Regions from separate parts of the Mus musculus genome. Here all the other regions are linked to region 1. The links are chromatin contacts, called in public Hi-C maps. All regions are on one chromosome and are shown on one strand. The core of a region is the stretch at or near the end of the contact, and the rest is flanking DNA. Distances in the headings are between cores, read along the strand shown. Region 1 overlaps Armc3 (armadillo repeat containing 3). Region 2 has its middle 53 kb from the start of Armc3. Region 3 has its middle 77 kb from the start of Gm33592. Region 4 has its middle 31 kb from the start of Gm33592.

What was found. Hi-C and Micro-C count contacts between places; a contact is called where the count stands out from the background.
Region 2: a Hi-C map of bone marrow-derived macrophages shows a contact between it and region 1, with 2.4 times the contacts expected there. The contact joins two enhancer-like sites. A contact is called at or near these places in 1 of 15 datasets of contacts at CTCF or cohesin (pro-B cells), 9 of 484 Hi-C or Micro-C datasets (the G1E-ER4 cell line, the HL-1 cell line, LSK cells and 5 more) and 2 of 115 datasets of contacts at active chromatin or transcription factors (bone marrow-derived dendritic cells and neural progenitor cells).
Region 3: a Hi-C map of bone marrow-derived macrophages shows a contact between it and region 1, with 2.7 times the contacts expected there. The contact joins two enhancer-like sites. A contact is called at or near these places in 2 of 15 datasets of contacts at CTCF or cohesin (large pre-B cells and pro-B cells) and 6 of 484 Hi-C or Micro-C datasets (the G1E-ER4 cell line, bone marrow-derived macrophages, cortical glia and 1 more).
Region 4: a Hi-C map of bone marrow-derived macrophages shows a contact between it and region 1, with 24 read pairs. The contact joins two enhancer-like sites. A contact is called at or near these places in 2 of 484 Hi-C or Micro-C datasets (LSK cells and bone marrow-derived macrophages) and 2 of 115 datasets of contacts at active chromatin or transcription factors (embryonic stem cells and fibro-adipogenic progenitors).

Annotation. Positions count from the first base shown.
Region 1 is chr2:19,273,959-19,278,089 of GRCm38.p6, forward strand. All of the region lies in intron 10 of Armc3 (armadillo repeat containing 3), which reads left to right. Among named protein-coding and RNA genes, the nearest start is that of 4930447M23Rik, 68 kb to the right of the region's middle. Within about 2 kb of position 2,408, at least 147 of the 459 cell types and tissues checked have an H3K27ac peak or open chromatin away from gene starts, as enhancers often do. A contact at or near this core is called in the G1E-ER4 cell line, bone marrow-derived macrophages, cerebral cortex and 2 more, where this site is marked.
Region 2 is chr2:19,143,647-19,148,002 of GRCm38.p6, forward strand. No RefSeq gene overlaps it. Among named protein-coding and RNA genes, the nearest start is that of Armc3, 53 kb to the right of the region's middle. Within about 2 kb of position 2,910, at least 100 of the 459 cell types and tissues checked have an H3K27ac peak or open chromatin away from gene starts, as enhancers often do. A contact at or near this core is called in the G1E-ER4 cell line, bone marrow-derived macrophages, cerebral cortex and 2 more, where this site is marked.
Region 3 is chr2:19,081,394-19,085,826 of GRCm38.p6, forward strand. No RefSeq gene overlaps it. Among named protein-coding and RNA genes, the nearest start is that of Gm33592, 77 kb to the left of the region's middle. Within about 2 kb of position 2,863, at least 6 of the 459 cell types and tissues checked have an H3K27ac peak or open chromatin away from gene starts, as enhancers often do. A contact at or near this core is called in the G1E-ER4 cell line and bone marrow-derived macrophages, where this site is marked.
Region 4 is chr2:19,035,733-19,039,881 of GRCm38.p6, forward strand. No RefSeq gene overlaps it. Among named protein-coding and RNA genes, the nearest start is that of Gm33592, 31 kb to the left of the region's middle. Within about 2 kb of position 2,664, at least 25 of the 459 cell types and tissues checked have an H3K27ac peak or open chromatin away from gene starts, as enhancers often do. A contact at or near this core is called in bone marrow-derived macrophages, where this site is marked.

The DNA.
Region 1 (4,131 bases), core at 1,158-3,657:
TAGATAGCATAATTAGATCCTATATAATTTTGTTACCTTAAGATAGACAAACAACTTATATTCATGTAGGCAAAGTGTCCATTTTATTGTTTGATAAAATAACCACTATATCCAGAGGTCAATAGAGGAAGAGATAAATGCCTTTGCTAAAATATCAATGAATTTTATCAAACTGAAACAAACAGAAAAATCATACAAATGTGCCTACCAGTGGCTGTATCTTCAAACAGGAAGTGACTAATAATGTCTGTGTCCACATAATTTGGAGCACAGAAGTCAACAGTGGCTTCCCTCTAGAAACCTTCCATCCTTACTTTTGGTCTTTTGTTTCTTGCAGAATAAAGGTTGAAGAATAAGGAACAACTAACAGGAATCAAAGTACTTATCTGAATGAGAGACAAGAACTGCTAGGGTCTCTTGTTAGAAATGAAAGGAAAAAGAAATTATTTTAAGTGGGTAAATAAAGTAGGAGGCAGTGAAGACAAGCCTGTCTGAAAGATGAAAATGAGATGAAGCAGTAAAATAGGCAGTCATGAATAGGTAGCCCCCTCGGCTAATTTCGGGCAGCGCTCCTTCCTTACTATGCTGGTAATATACTGGACAGTTCTCTGTGTATAATGCTTTTTGGAAAGGAGAAGCCATTTAATTTGTGAATGTAGGAAATATCTCCAGTTGAATTTCATGTTTTATTTACTGTGTACTTTTCTGCCCAATTAATCATTCCAAATTCTTAAATAATTTATACAAGTATGGAGCAAATGATTTGCGGTTGACATCCTTCTGAGTAGTCGATCCTACATGCAATGAGAGTATTTTAAACAGTTTATAACATCACTGCCATCTGTTGGATCTGACCAGAATTAGATTCAAAGTTGCCCCCAAAATGGAAAGAATTCAGTAATCCTTTGCACTAATAACTAAATTTACTCACTGAAAAACCAGACAAGATTTGAAGATGAATATAGATGCAGACCAGGCTTTTTTAAAAGGATCTCTTTTAAAGATACAATTTTAGTAAATACCAATGAATAAATATTGAAAACAACAACTATAATCATTTTATACTTACAAAAAAGTGGAAACTTGTAACTAAGGTTAAACTCTTCACAAACAACTGTGTTCAACTATATGGACCCTGATTCTTCATAGCCATCTTACCTTAGCTCCATGAAGATAGCTTTAAAGACCCTAGAGTTTTAAAGACCCCCTTCTCCCCATTTTCCTGTGGAATTTGCAGTTCTTTTGTATAGCTTCTCAACTCCCACAAAAGTAGCAACCCAAGAAAGTTCTGAATTGTAGCATATATAACTGGCCACTTAAAAATACATCGATTAATTGTTGGGCTACCTTAAGCCTTCGAAATAGCAGAGACAAGTCTCCAGGGACTTCTCTACTTTTGTGTGACCTGCGGCCAGGAGCACAAACACTGATGATGATTAAGGGGCTCTGTGCAGAGACAGAGAGCCTTACACGGATGTGCCTGAGTGCTTTGTTAACTTTTGACTCTCTTTGACTCTATATCTCTGTCAATATGAATGACTGACTGATCATTTAGTAGTATTGGTATTAAAATTTCTCTAGAAACAAAGAAAATTTCTCCCCTTTAAATAAAGCTGAAGGAAGACAGATACTATCACTTTAACGTCTACAAAATTTATTTGTTGATTATCATGTCTAAGAAAACCATATATAATATGTGGGGGAAAATTTAAATACATCCTCAGGATAGATTTTTATATACTATTGAAAGAGTATATAGCATGCCTTGAGAAAAACCAGGACTCAGGTCCTGTCACATAGCCAGGAATGGTCTGAGCTGAAGTGGGTATTATCTATGCCAGTGCAGAAAGTGTGTGTGTGTGTGTGTGTGTGTGTGTGTGTGTGTGTGTGTGTGTGTGTTCATGCTTTAAAAAAATCACCACCCGAATAAATAAAGCTGGGCGTGGGGCTGGTAACATAATATGCTGTGTTTATTTATTTTACCACTTCGTTGTATACCTTTTAACTTGTAGATGTGGGGCTGATGATCTGTAGAGTCGCCATATTTTCTTGTAGAATGCTGGCTGTAACAGAGTGAGTGATGACCACTTATTTTGAAGACAGGAACACAACAACACACATCTGTTAAAAGTGGCCAAACGCCAATTCTTCCCTTCTCCCCGTCATATCTTGCAGGAAGGGACGCCACACACCCTCCGAGATGGCTGCGGTTGTTTACTACAGTCCTTTAAGGAAAAATTACCACTCTGTCTAGACCCAGGGCTCCCTAGCACTCAGATTCACTTAGGATAAGTAATCTCGGGTCTCAAAACCCTTAAAGAAACATTGCACTGAGAAACGACCCACGAAAGACGCAAACTCAGCACATAGGCTTGATGTATGGGTCGGACCTAAAGCCTAAGCCACGCAGTTATTGTCTTTGTCGCGTCGGGTTTTTCTTAAGAAAATGGTTTTCTGAGCGATTTCCCTTCACCCACAGCGGCAAGAACCGCGTCTTCATACTGCCCCCTAGTGGCGCCTCAGGAGAGAGTTGGGGGAGGGGCAAAAATGGACCGAGCGCTCTGTGTTTTAATGAAACACACACTAATTTAATTTGAAACACTCTGGTGAGCCTAAAATAATATTTTTGGAACATTATTAAAAGATTGTGATCTGGAAAGCATTTTACTGTGATAGTATTCTACTGCTAAATACACGGTTAGCAGATGTTTGTGTCTGTCTTTGTCCCTTTTTGAGGTGCAGTCGTTTCAAAATGTTTTGACACCTCTTATTTTTTTTTCCTCCACCAGTGACTGAATATTTGCTTCGCTGTGTTATCACAGGGACAAACGCAGCACGTTTGAGCAATAGATGCATCCCATGGCAATAGAAAAGATTATTTAATTTTTGTTTAAATTCATTGTAAAATTTTAGAAGCTTGGAAGTCTCCCAATAAAAGTGAGAGGCAACATAACATTGCTGCCTTAGGAAGGCTGCTTTTGTTTAAAGGATCGTCATTTTAAAAAAACAAAAACAAAAAACTAAGGATAATAATTTCAAAGCGCTTGGGACTTTAAAAGTCCTTTGAGAGCCTTGGAGATTGGACAGTGGGTAATGGCCCTTGTCACTAAGCCTGAGTTCGAGTCTCAAGTCCTACCCACACAGTGGAAAGATCTGACTGTCAGAGGTTGCCCTCTGAGCTGCACACAGAAGCCGTGGTGCGCACACACATTTGCAATGGACAAAGTGATAAAAGTGCTTTGTATTACAATGACAAAAGAAAAGAGTCCTCATTGTATCCTTATGAGGATACCTCATTCCTTCCATCCAAATTTACTGAGTGGCCGTTTGTTATATCCACCCATAGTGCCTCTCTTCCTGTTTGCGTAGAAGAATCGTGTCCTGTCTTTGCTTTTATTGGGCTGGGGGTGGGGTGGGGTGAGGTGGGGTGGAGTGGGAGTCATACTGAAGTTAAAAAGCACTCAGAATGAAAACCTGAGTTTTCAATAAAACCACCTGATTCCCCATCCCTACTCTGTGTCAGCTGATGCTTGCCAGACCTCGACAAACACTTTGAATTTGATTAACTACCAGTTTTCTGAGGCTCGGTGAATCTCATAAAATGTTCAATTAGAAAATTATCTGTGCTGCCTTTATTACCTACAGAGCGGGGCTGATATTTGCATAACATTTTAAAGTTGCTAGTACTGTCTGCTTCCCGGCATTACTGATTTTCACAGGAAATTATCAAACCGATTGGATATCCTCACATTATTTCTCTTTTAATTTGAAGCCTGTTTAAACCTATACATTACTTTGTATCCACCCTTGACTTTTCATATTATTATTAATCATCCCCTACATCTTTTTCCTTCACTTGGGAATAGGCCCTTATTGCTCATTATTTGTAGCTACACGGAAAGGCTCAGATCCGATCTCTGAAGAAGCTGCCTCCACTCTGACCCTGCAAGTTTATATCAGCTGTTTGGCTGGAAGGTGGTCTGAAAAGGATGATTTCCCACACACATACGAATGGCGGAATACGGTCATATTTCCCCGTGGTAGATTCTGCCGTTGCTGGTAGCTGGCAGTTATGGGTAAACACTTAGCTAAGTACCCCAGTAGAGTGTAGCTTCAGATCCTACAGCAGTC
Region 2 (4,356 bases), core at 1,660-4,159, 130 kb before region 1:
CCCCTCAGCTTCTGGTAACCACTGTTTTATAGTTAATCCATTTGAGATCAACTGTTTTTATATTCCTCACATGAGTGAGATCATGCAGCACCTGTCTTTCTGTCTGGCTTATTTCACTTAACATAATTGCCTCCAGTTTTACTCTACAATATGACAGGACTTCACTTTAATGGCTGAGTAGTGTTCCATGGTATGCATGAGACATATTTTCTTTATCTATTCATCAGTTAATGGGAACAGGTTTATTATCACACTGATCACACACACACACACACGCACACGCACACACACACACACACAGATGATTGTTTTAGCTCCTTGGCAGTGAATTAAAGAGAACTTGAATGGACATGCTGTGAATCTATATTGTGAAATACTGTAATATCATATGTGAGCTTTAGAAACACTGGCGTGACCTTTGAGGTCTAGGATTTATCATGGTAGTACAGTGATGGCCTTCAATATTCGGCAAATGTCAGGTTAGGTTAGCACCAGGGTTTTTCTGAATCCTAGCCTATGAAGATTGAAATTGCTTGGACTTCTGGTTTTTGTCGTTTAATGTTTGGTCTCTAATTAGACAGAAGTGATTAACATATCTCTGTAAACCTTTCTTTCCTTAATCTGATCCTTTTACATGAAGAATCCTTGTATGGAAAAGATCTTCACATTAGGGCTTTTTTTTTTTTTCTTTTTTTTTTTTTTTTGGTCTGTCCTTAGAATGTCCTCTTCTATCTCCATGTGAATCTCATCATATAAGGATTAAAGCAATTAATTAGCCAATTCGTGAGTGATTCCTTCTGACAAGCTAGCCACCTTCCTTTAGCAAAAGTACAAGAAGAGCAATTTAGAGGACAAGCATTAAATTCACTAATTAAATTAAATACAAAACCAAAGCCTTCTGGGGATCATATTTCTTTGGCAAAGCAAATAGGCATTGCATAATTAATACTTAGATTGCACTCATTTATTTAATTATAGAGCCTGACTTTAAGGGTACATTCATAAAACAACATTAAATACCAAATGGATTTGTATATTAGAACCTGAACATTTCTATTAGATTTTCAGGTAGCGATTTCCTTGTGGAAATCTATGAAGATTTTTTTCTCCAAAGTCATAAGATTTTGCCTCTATCTTTCTAAATCTCAGAAGAGCAATGTACTGAATGTACCACACATACTAATATCCTGGCTGAGCTGCTGGTGTGACAGGAATGTCATTTGCCACTTCTGATAGATGTCATCACACAGAAGGATGGTGATGGCAGTCTTCCCTTGGCAGTGAAAGCATCCTTGGGTCTGGTACTCCATCAAACTGATCGGGGTTAGTAGGGCTTGAACCCACGGCAGGATTCTGCCTCAGAAGCAGTTTCCTGCCAAATTCCTATGAAATCAGAAACCCATTCTGCTTGGTCCACCTTCATGCGCAACAAAAGCAGTGAATGGTTAACTCTGCAAGTGGGTGTTGATTAAAGATAGCCTGAACTTTTGTTCTAACAAATCCATCATAAGTACAAAAAAGTACCTTATGATGAAAATTTCTGTAATTCCAAATCTTAGCCTGGCTCAGATCGAATGTGCTCAGAGAACTTACAACAGTCAGCCACACTTGGAAAACATCATCTACTACAAAGGCTACTTCATGATAAAGTGTTGACAACCTTCTGTAAACCCTTGATGGATGGCCTCAATAAGAGCAAGAACAGAGTGGCAGCTGGGGTACATTTTATCACCATCCTCAAGTTGAAAACTCACCAGAGGGCCCATCCTCTGCTAGGGATCAGGTGTACGTGGTCTGAAAGTCAGGATGGGGACCTGAACTGGGGCTAAGAATTTCAGAGTAAAGATTTCCCAAAATGGGGAAGTGAAGGGCTATGACAGTATGTTAGGTGCTGGCTGGGGACTGGTGGAGTGGGAGAAGGAAGAGGATGTGACAGATTCAGTTATGACTTTGCAGAGAAGGAGATCTTAGAGGGGCTCCCCACAGAAACCACTGGAAGGGAGCTGCTGCTGCCACTGCCGCCACTACTGTTGTCTGCAGGGTTAAAGTTCAGGGAGGCTGGGGCTACAAGGAAGAAGAAAAGGAAGTTAGTGTGAGCACAATATGAGAAAGAAGAGTAAGGCCAAGCTAGCCTGCAAGCTTGCTTAGGTGTGCATCGGAGTACCCCCAAAGAGCATCTCTTTCTGTCTTGGAGAACAGAAACAGGAGGGTGTGGCCCCCCCCCCCCCCCATGCAGGGAGCAAAGCATAGGTCAGCTTGCACAGTAGTGACAAACCTTCTTAGTCAGTTTGGACAGGTGTGAGCTTAAACTGGGATAGAACTTAGATTGTAAAGCCAAATTTAGAATCAGAGAAACAATGGCTCAGACAAACAGCAACAGGGACACTCTGTACTGGAGCTGGGACAGGGGACTGTAGGGCTCTGACAGCAGCAAGAGCTGCCCTAGACAATGCAGCCACTGTAATGGTATGACAGCGACCTGGCTAAGCTCCAGCCACCAGTGGCCTTTGCATCAAAGTCTGGAAATTAGGGAGAAAAAAAATTTAAATGTAAATCAACAAGAGTGGACAGAAAAACAAGAGAAACTGAAACCAAACTGAAAACCCGAATATCCTTTTAATTTGAATTGCACAGTGGTGGAATAAAATGTAATGTTGGAGAATCCAGAAACAAAATTGCTACACATCTCTCAGTGATGGGGATGTATCTGAGAAGCCACCTCGAGGCAGTTTCATCACTGTGTAAGTCACTGTTCTGTTACAATAACAAACATCTGAGCTGGCCAACAGATAAGAATAGACTAGCTTCCTCAGTTTTGTAGGTTCCAGCCAGTCCATAACTCACGGACCTAATTGTTTCAGGGGCTGTGGTGAGCCAGCACGTTGATGCAGGAGAGCATGGTGAAGCAAAACCATTTGCTTCCTGGCTAGGGAGGGGGGAAGATGGAAGTGGCTGCGGCTACACAATGCCCGTCTGGAGCACTGCTCTGTGGACAGAAATTCTATCCCGTCTCTTGAAGCCTCCACCTCCACTGCCACCTCCTAGCAGTGCCTTCTGGAGGCCAGGATTTCACGCACACGTTCAGGGGACACTTAAGGTTTATATGATAGCAAGCATATCACAGACTATATATAATTCCTTGAGCTAAGAGAACCGTTACATTAGCGGATATGTGATATGAACACATATGCTAGGATTTATACTCCCATGGTGAGACAAGTCTGCATTGCTGTGTGCCTTTCTTTGGGGACTATAGACTGTTAGGAGGCATACAGTTGACTCCATCACGGGTGAGGTTTTTTTTTTTCCAGAAAAGAGAAACCAAAAGGCATGCAGAGCAAGGGGACCTTAAGTGTTATCAAGGGTCTCTAGGTAATGTTGCTAAGCTCTGAGTTCTGCTGAGAGACAGGGAAAGAGGAGGCAAGATAAGGCTAACACTATGATCCTGAGGATGGACTGATGGGCCTGATTTTTTTCTATTAATTATTTTATTTATTTAGATCCAAAATGTTGCCCCCTCCTAGTTCCCCCTCACAGAGTTCTTTCCCCTATCCCTGACTGAGGCCAGACAAGGCAATCTGTTACATATGTGCCTGGGGCCTCAGACCTGTCCCTCTATGCTTTTTGGTTGGTGGCTCAGTCTCTGGGAGCTCCTAGGAGTCCAGGTTAGTTGACACTGTTGGTCTTTCTGTAGGATTGCTATTCCTTCAGTTCCTTTAGTCCTTCCCTTAACTCTTCCATAGGGGTCAAAGACCTCAGTCCAATGCTTGACTGTGAGTATCTGCATCTGTCTAAGTCAGCTGCTGGTAGAGCCCCTCAGAGGACAGCAGTGCTAGGCTCCTGTCTGTAAGTACAACATAGCATCAGTAGTAGTGTTAGGATTTTGTGCCACCCATGGAACAGATCCCTGCAAACCCTAAAAGATCATATGACTATTTATTCACTTAATTCGTTAATTTTTAAATTTTTAATTGTTTTATTATTTACATCCCAAATGTTGTCCCCTTTCCTGGTCCCCCTTCCCAGAGTTCTTCACAGAATCCCTTTTTCCCTTCTCCTCCACCCACCCCACCCCTATATCCCTCTTCCCTGGGGCATCAAATCTCTACAGGATTAGGTGAATTCTTTCCCACTGAGGCCAGACATATTAGCCAAAAGTACCTATGATACAACCCACAGACCATAAGAAGTTTAACAAGAAGGAAGGCTCAAGTGAGGATACTTTAATCCCACTTAGAAGATGGAACAAAATAATCACAGGAGACAGAGGAAGGGAGGGACCCAGGTGTGTAATTCTAATTTTTTCAAATCCTATTTTCAATGATGGTCCTTAAACACTTTAACCTCCCTTATGGC
Region 3 (4,433 bases), core at 1,613-4,112, 190 kb before region 1:
TGGTGCAAGCATGGGTACCTGAACTTAGCTATCCAGTACTAAGGTAAAAGCATTCTGTGGCACTCTGCAACTCTGGTGGGGATGGGGCAGAGCTAGGTGGATTCCCAAACCCTAAGGCCAGCCAGTCTAGCCAGTCAGTAATCTCTAGGCTCAGGAGAGACCTTGTCTCAAAATCCATGGTGGGGAGTGGTCAGGAAAGGAGCCTGGCCTCCACATACCTGCATGCACATCTTTGTGTATTTAAATATATATATTTAAAAACACACAAACACATACTGACACAAACAAATGTACAATGCCTTGTACACATGTATAACAAACTTAAAGAAAAACATTAAAGCTCTTCAGGGAAACTTTTAATTATAAGGTCACTTATTTTTCTCAATGCCTTTTCTTTATGTGGATCTCGGCCTCTAACCTACATAACTTTATTTCAATGAACAATAATAATTCTTGCAAGGCAGATGTAGAGCTGACACGTATCTTTAGGTGTGTTTGAGTGAGAAGTACTATCATCTGTTGAGGCAGCTTCATGCAGAGCAATCAGGGACAGCCAGCCTGAGTCCCTGCCTGAGTCCCCGGATTGTGGGACTCCCAACTCCTTAAGTATCCCCATAGGAAAGACAAGGTGTTTGAGATGGTTGGAGGCATTACATCTGGTTATCCCTATAGTCAGGCAGGCTCTGATACAATGTGTTTTTCAGAGGACAAACTATATTAAAATTAGAATTTTCTGGCAGGTTTCATGTTTTTTTCCCTCATCCTACTGAATACACAAAGAGATTTGTGTCCCCTATACTCAGTGTGAGAACTGGTAAAGCACTAGGTGGTGAGACTCTTAAATACCTGTGGGTCCTCTGAGCCCGGGTTCCCCGTGGATTTGATAACTTCTTCTCTTGAAAATATAAGAAGAGAGTTATTTTTTAAAATTTACTTTTTCATTGTCAGGACAGAATGGTGACATCCAAGCTTCCGAGCGGCTAACACAGTTTGTGCTGAACTGAAAATCAGAATTTATGATGCTGATTTTGATCATTGGTCTGAAGACGCCACTGTTTGTTCTGTTTCTCCTTGTAACTGAAAAGCACACCAGGGCACACTCTTTGAGGCACAAGCAAACATCTGCTCCTCCTCTTCCTCATCTCTTTTCCTACTTATTACTTATAGATAATTCTTGCCCATTGGATCTCAGCCATGGTCAGTGACAGTTATCAGAGCCTGTGCGGCTCTCTCCTCATTTACCACTGCACACTTGGAAGTTACTTTGAAAGGAAGCCCTTTCCTTTTCCATAGTTACACATATTTATTGGTACAAACTCATGAGAAAAAAACCTGTTTTCCAAAGATTGATAATTGATAATTTACTATTATACTGAAGTATTTAAGTGCCCAAATTTAATGAAGCCCCTACTCACTGGCTTCCCTTTTCTCATGGCGGGGAGGTGAATCCCCCCACCAACAGGCAAGTGTGCATTCGTATGGAGTTTGCGCATTCTCCAAATTAGAAGTTAAAGCAATGAGGCCTCTTCCCATCCTCTTTTCTTTTTGTTCTGTCTCCTTTTAGTTTCCGCAGGGTGAGGAATGGAACCTGGGACCAGTGCAGGCAGGTAGGATTTTCTCGCACTGAGTTGTACACATGCCCCAATATTTTTCTTCTACTCACCCCACATACAGGTTTTTCCTTCTTCTTGCCTTCTCTTGCATATTCATATATGTATATATGTTTTCAGTCAGACCCCTGAACCTCCACAATAACAAGCAATTTGTTGCTCAGTTGTATAATGTATCTATAATCATTTCAGAATCACTTTTTCATTTTTTTTTAAAAATCACTACACAAAGCAAATCTTTGAAAAGAATTCAGGAACTGTTTGGAATGTTCTCGTTGTCTGGTCTCTGCCTTGGAGGGCAGTGTCAAAGACGGAGCTCCTAGGCCTCCAGGATTCACCCTTTGGCTTCTCTTCTCTGTGACAGTACATTTGGAATGTTGTTGGGATGTTTGCTTTGACAGCTCTCTAAGTAGTGTTGTGGTTTGAATGTGATGTGGCCCCTCAGAAGCTCATGTTGAAAACCGATTGCCACTGTGGGATATTGGGTGGTAGAAAGGTCCTTTAAGAGGTAGTTAGGTGGGTATTCCAGCTTATCCCATCTCTCATTGTATGGCATTCACTAGTGTGAGAACAAAGTGCTCCGGACTGAGCTGACCCTAGTGTTTTTTCTCTTGGTTCACAGCTTCTCCTTCTGTACCTCCACCAGGTTACAGCATAGGATGAAGGCTTCAGCAGGTGGTTGCCCAAGCTTGGGCTGAGTCTCGAACAACTCTAACTAACTTTACTGGTTTATAAATTACCCAATGACTGGTATTCTGATAGGGCAATGAGACAGTAAGTACTGCCGTTCCAGGTTAGGTCCTTACTACGATCCCACAGCTTCTCCCATTCACAGATGGGCTCAACTCATCTCCACTCCCAGACAGAAACTGATCAGTCTGTTTTCTTCACCCCAGATGCTTCTTATAAATGAAATGCTACATCAGGAGGTCGTACATATTCAGCACAGTGCTCTTGTGGTCCGTTCATGTCATTGGATGCATGAGAACTCCTTCATTCTATCACAGGAGAGTTTCTGGCTGTGTGGACACACACAGCCATTTGTATATCATTTAAAGGTGACAGACTTGCCACTTGTCTCTGTTTTCCTGGGCTTGCATGGGTAATTCTGCTGGGACCATCTGTAAGCGAATCCTCAGATACACATGTCTTCATTTTTTTTTTTTTTTTTTTTTTTGGAGAGATTCCAGAAGTGTCTGGGGCATGCACTCAGTGAAAATCTGCTTTTTGGGAACCACCAAACTATTTCCTGCAGTGGTCATGCCAGTCTGAGTCAATGTTGCTTTTATAAAACGCTGAACATCCTTAGGAAGCCAGATAGCTTATTTGAAATTTTCTTCATTATTTACTTAAACCGTCTTTTTCTTCATGTGAGTAATTTATGATAAAAATAAGTTCTCATTCAGAATTAACACAATGAGAAGAGAGAGCCAAATTATTTCCTCTCCTTAGTAGAAAGTGGAGAGCAATAGGTAACATGGCTAAGGAAAGCCTTGGCCTTAGCCCTACATTTCTTTTTTAATACGAGGTTTCCCTCTATTGTCCAGGCAGGTCTGGGATTTTTATGTAAGACCAGGGTGACCTCAAACTTGTGTCAGTTCTCCTGCCTCTGCCTTCCATGAACCCTCATGCCTGGCTTCAGACACCTAGACTTGCCATTTACTGTTTTCTCCAATGGAAAGGCAGGAGGTGAGAGAGTATGGAGTAAGTTCTTGGAAAAGAGCTAGGTGATAAATTGCCTAAAGCTGATGAACTAACATTTTGAGAAAGCAAAGAAGTCAATGTTTCTTTTAAAGTTTTTTAAAACAAGTTTTTCATTACAAAATTGAATTGAATTTATTTATGTACTTTGCATTTTCACACATGTGCCAGATAGTGGAAGTGTGGAGGACGACTTGCAGGAATTGATTCTCTCCTTCCATTATGTGGGTCCTGGGGATTGAACTCAGGTCATCAGACTTGGCAGCAAGCTCCTTAACCCACTAAGACACCTTACTGGCCCAAGAATATAACTTTTATTTTTTTTAAGAGAAAATGTAATATGGTTCCCAAATTGTTTTTCAATTTTTATTTTTATTTATTTGTTTATTGTGTATGGTGTGTATTGCGTGTATATGTGCATGTGGGATGTGTGTGCTCATATGCATAAGTGTGCAGGATAGAGTAGAATATTGGGTGTCTTTGTCTAGTGTACACTGCCTTATTGGATGGAGACAGTGTTTATCACTGAGCTGGAAGCTGGCTGTTTCAGCTAGCCTGGCTGGCCAGTGAGCTTCCAGGATTTGCCTGTATCTGTCCTCCAATGCTGTGGTTAAAGACACACACCTCTATGCCCAGCTTCTTATCAACATGTTAGAGATTTGAGCTCAGGGCCTCGTGCTTGCAAAGTAAGTCTTCTTACTCACCGAGTCATCTTCCCCGATCCTGTTCTTTAAATTTTGTATGGGCATCAGGACATTTTGGAGTCTGAACTACAGCTGATAGCCCAGTCTTCCTCCTGAAGAGAGATAAACACCAGCTCTCCTTGCAATGTCTTAAAACGTCATGACTGGACAAAACCATGCTTCCAAAAGCACAGTTCAACACAGCTGTCACCTCTGAGACCCCACACAAGCTGTAGGGTGGGCATCAAACCTGGGATACTCGGTGATGCTGCAGGCTTGAGGGCAGCACCACAGGAAAGCTTGTGCCACGTAGCAGACTATCTGTTAATTTGCAAATTAACTTCAGCTAAATTTTAAAATAACTAAAAGTTGACGCTAAAAAAAAAATCACCCCACATAGCTCTTTCAATCTTTTTTTCTCTTCCTTTGACATTCTTGT
Region 4 (4,149 bases), core at 1,414-3,913, 240 kb before region 1:
ACATTATCTAATGTTAATCTTCATGAGAGCTCTCATGTGAGCATGGCATTAGTTTATAAGGAAAATGGAGGTTTCAATGTAAGTGGATTTGTTTTTAAACGTAGTCCATTTTATATTTCTGTAACAGAATGTCATAGGCTAGATAATTTAGAGAGAGAAGAAATTTATTTCTTACAGTTTCAGAGGATGGGAGTCCAATATCAAAGTGATGGGGCCTAGAGGAAGCCTAGTGCCCTGTGGCAGGGAATTTTTATTGACAGGTGACGCTTACATTCAGTACAAGAGATTCTCTCTGCAAGGCCAGAACCATGTCCTTGGTCATATAGCTCCCGAGCAGCCGATGGAGGCCTGGGATTCAGTAGGATCAACTCCTTCCATTGGTCCATTCTGTGCTTGGGTTTCACATGTCTTTCTTTCTTCTCTCTTGAATACATTTTTCCTGCCAGTCATTTCCCCAGCTCCTTAATGTAACATCCATCACTAAGGACGACATTCCCTGTCTCCAAGAAATACTAGCAGGAGAACTGCTTCGTGGTTTTCTGTTATGGCATCTCTCTCATCCTAACCACCTCTGGGCTAGACATTCACCTTCCCATCTACTAGGATCTCTCACAGTTAGATTAGGATGATTGTAGGAATAATGCAGGCTATGCATGTGGTTATTGTTGCTAAGCCTGTATTGAAAACAAGTGTCGAGTCCCTGGTTGACTTAGCTCTGAAATTAGGCCATGAGAAGTAGTAACTTAATTTATTCCTTCTTTGGAAAGTTAAAATAAGTGAGGGGGGTAGGTTCATAGAGCTGCATGCCTGAATGAGTACTCTAGCTTTGCATTTCTGTGGTGCTAAACATAGTTGCTATTCCTGATCACCTGTACCAATAGCAAAATGTTAATACTGTAATGTGAGAAAGTCAAATATTGTCTTCTTGGACCAGTAAAATGGCTCAGTGAGTACAGACACTTGCTGCCAATACTGTTTATGTTGGTAAGATTTCTAAAATTCCACCACTGATCACCAGTGTTTGATCCCTGGGACTTACATGGTGGAAAGACAGAAATGACTCCCACAGGTTGTCCTTTAAATCTCTACATAAACACTCTGGCATTTGCATGGACATATATACTAAACAAAATGTAATACAAATTTAAAAATCTTAAGATTAGCATGTCATGAATGGTGAAGGATATAGATTTAGAAAAACACCCAACTACATAAATGTGTATGTATATCTGTCTATACATAGATACATATGTGTTTGTGTTTATAGTCTCATGTTCATATATCTACTTGTGCATATATGTGAATGCACAAACTTCCATAGATACTGGATTGGTTCAGACCTTATTTTCATCATTTTTAGATCATTCTTGTAAAGCTCAAAGGACATAGAAATATCACAGTGTTTTTAACCTCCCAAATTATGTGCTTGTAAACTTTCAAGCCATCTCTTTCAGGCTAGGCATGGTGGCACAAGCTTTTAATCCCAGTACTAAAGAGGCAGAAGCAGACAGTTTGTCTACAACAGTAAATTGTAGCGAGTCTTGTCTAAAATAAATAAATAAATAAATAAATAAATAAATAAAAAATAAAGGAAATAACCCCCTTCAGGACTGGTGATGTAGCTCAGTGGCAGAATACTTGCTCAACCTGCCCCAAATCCTGGCTACCCACCATCAGGACCACAAAACATACTTAGTTTCCCCATGCCATTCCTTCTCTGATGTTCTCTGAATAGCAAAAACAAGCAAAGCGTAAAGTGGCTCAGAAAAGAATGTGTTCTATTTCTTGATTTGATTTTAAACATTAACTCGGCATTTGTGTCATTTGTCACAAATGTAGTGGTGGAATTTTAGAAAGCTTACCAACATAAACAGCTTCTGACTTAAAAATAACAGACAGTTACAAATATTTATCCCTTATCTCAGCTGCCAGAGTCTCAGCGGGTCCCTGGGAATCTGTCTGGCTGCAGGGGAGGGCCAGGAAGAACATTCCAAGTTTCTCTCTGGCTTCAAAAAAAGAAGGAATGAAAGGAACTCTGTAAAATCGATGCAGAATCTTGTTTCATAGGGACCTCTGTGTGCACTCAGACATCCTTCAAATTTAAAGCTTGCTTAAACTCGTGACTTTGATATGAACAAAGAATAATGAACAAACACAACAATTACAACAACAAAAAAAACTTGATTTTTCCATTTTTCCAGTTCATCAAAAGTCAGTCTCTCTCTCCCTCCCCCTCATTCCCTTGAGGGATGTCATTTAAGATACAAATGACTTTAGGATATGCAAGAATCGCTAGGCACTCACATCTTAGTGTACACTGGCTCCATAAATGTCAGTGTCCTTAAGGGTCCCTAAAGGAAGAGGCCCAAGTTCATGTGGTTATGGAACACTATGTATTGGTGCATCCATCCCTCTTGCCTGCTGAGAGTTCTGCCACAGAGCTGTCTCTCACCCCCAGTGCAGTCACTCTGAGGCCAGAGACTGGCCTGCAGAACAGAAGCCAGGCTTTTGCAGGCGGCAGAGACTGTGGGAGAAAAAGGAGACAGCTCCCACAGTGCCAAGGACAGTGCCAAAGCTGAAACAGGGACTGGGGGATGCTGGGGACAAGCTACTTCCTTGGTGACTGGTTCCTGCTGGTCATGTGAATTCTTCAAGCTTTCAGTTTTAGTTTAGAAGGAGAGAAAGAATCAGCTACATTCAAGGTTTCAACTTCCTCCCCTCATGCTGGAAGATGCAGAGAGCAACCTCACTGGATTCCGCCCTGAAGTTTCCTCTTTCCCGATTCTGTTGCACCACTGGATAATTTTTCATATTTATCTGCCATCCCTCACAGTCTTCCAAACTATTAGAAAGACAGAGAAAGAGGAGACTCCACTCCCAGGTGCTCTAGCACACTCAGGATCTTAGGATTGGGATGAGTAGGACACAACATCTGTTCCAACACCACCAGGAGTAACTTGGACCAGAGGGATCCAGGGACACAGGAACCCCAGCTGACCAGTGGCTCTGGTTTCTTCTACTCTGTGCAAACTGGGAGCAAACTCTGCAGCCAGTAGTCCCAAAGCACTCAGAGGAGGCACAAATTCCAGGTGGTCTAACACAGCCAGGATCTCAGGATCCCAGTAGCTTAGTCACATCAGGATGTCGAGGTCCCAGAGGCAGCTTGACTCCCAGGAACTCTGACACACCCAGAATCTCAGGATCACAGGATCATAGAGACAGCTGGACTATGAGGAGTTCTGACACAACCAGGATTACAGGAAGGGCAGGCTCCAGTCAGATATTGACGGCAGGTAGCACTAGAGATATTCAGATGATGGGAGGCAAGCATAAGAACATAAGCAACAGAAACCAAGGTTACTTGGCATCATCAGAACCCAATTCTCCCACCATAACAAGTCCTGGATATACCATCACACCAGAAAAGCAAGACTTGGATCTAAAATCACTTCTCATGATAATGATAGAGGACTTTAAGAAGGACATAAATAACTTCCTTAAAGAATTACAGGAGAACACAGGTAAACGGGTAGAAGCCCTTAAAGAAGAAACACAAACATCTCTTAAAGAATTACAGGAAAACACAATCAAATAGGCAAAGGAAATGAACAAAACCATCCAAGATCTAAAAATGAAAAAAAGAAACAGTAAAGAAATCACAAAGGAAGACAACCCTGGAGTTAGAAAATCTAGGAAGGAGATCAGGATGCCATAGATGCAAGCATCACTAACAGAATACAAGCGATAGAAGAGAGAATCTTGGGGGCAGAAAATAACAAAGAAAACATTGACACAACAGTCAGAGAAAATGCAAAATGCAAAAAGCCCCTAACCCAAAACATCCAGGAAATCCAGTATACAATGAGAAGACCAAACTTAAGGATAATAGGTATAGAAGAGAGTGAAGATTCCCAACTTAAAGGGCCAGTAAATATCTTCAACAAAGTTATAGATGAAAACGTCCTTAACCTTAAGAAAGAGATGCCCATGAACATACAAGAAGAATATAGAACTCTAAGATGGACCAGAAAAGAAATTCCTCCTGTCTCATAATAATGAAAACACCAAATGAACAAAGAAACAATATTAAACAACAAAGAAAGAACATTAAAAGCAGTAAGGGGAAAGGTCAAGTAACGTAGGCAGACC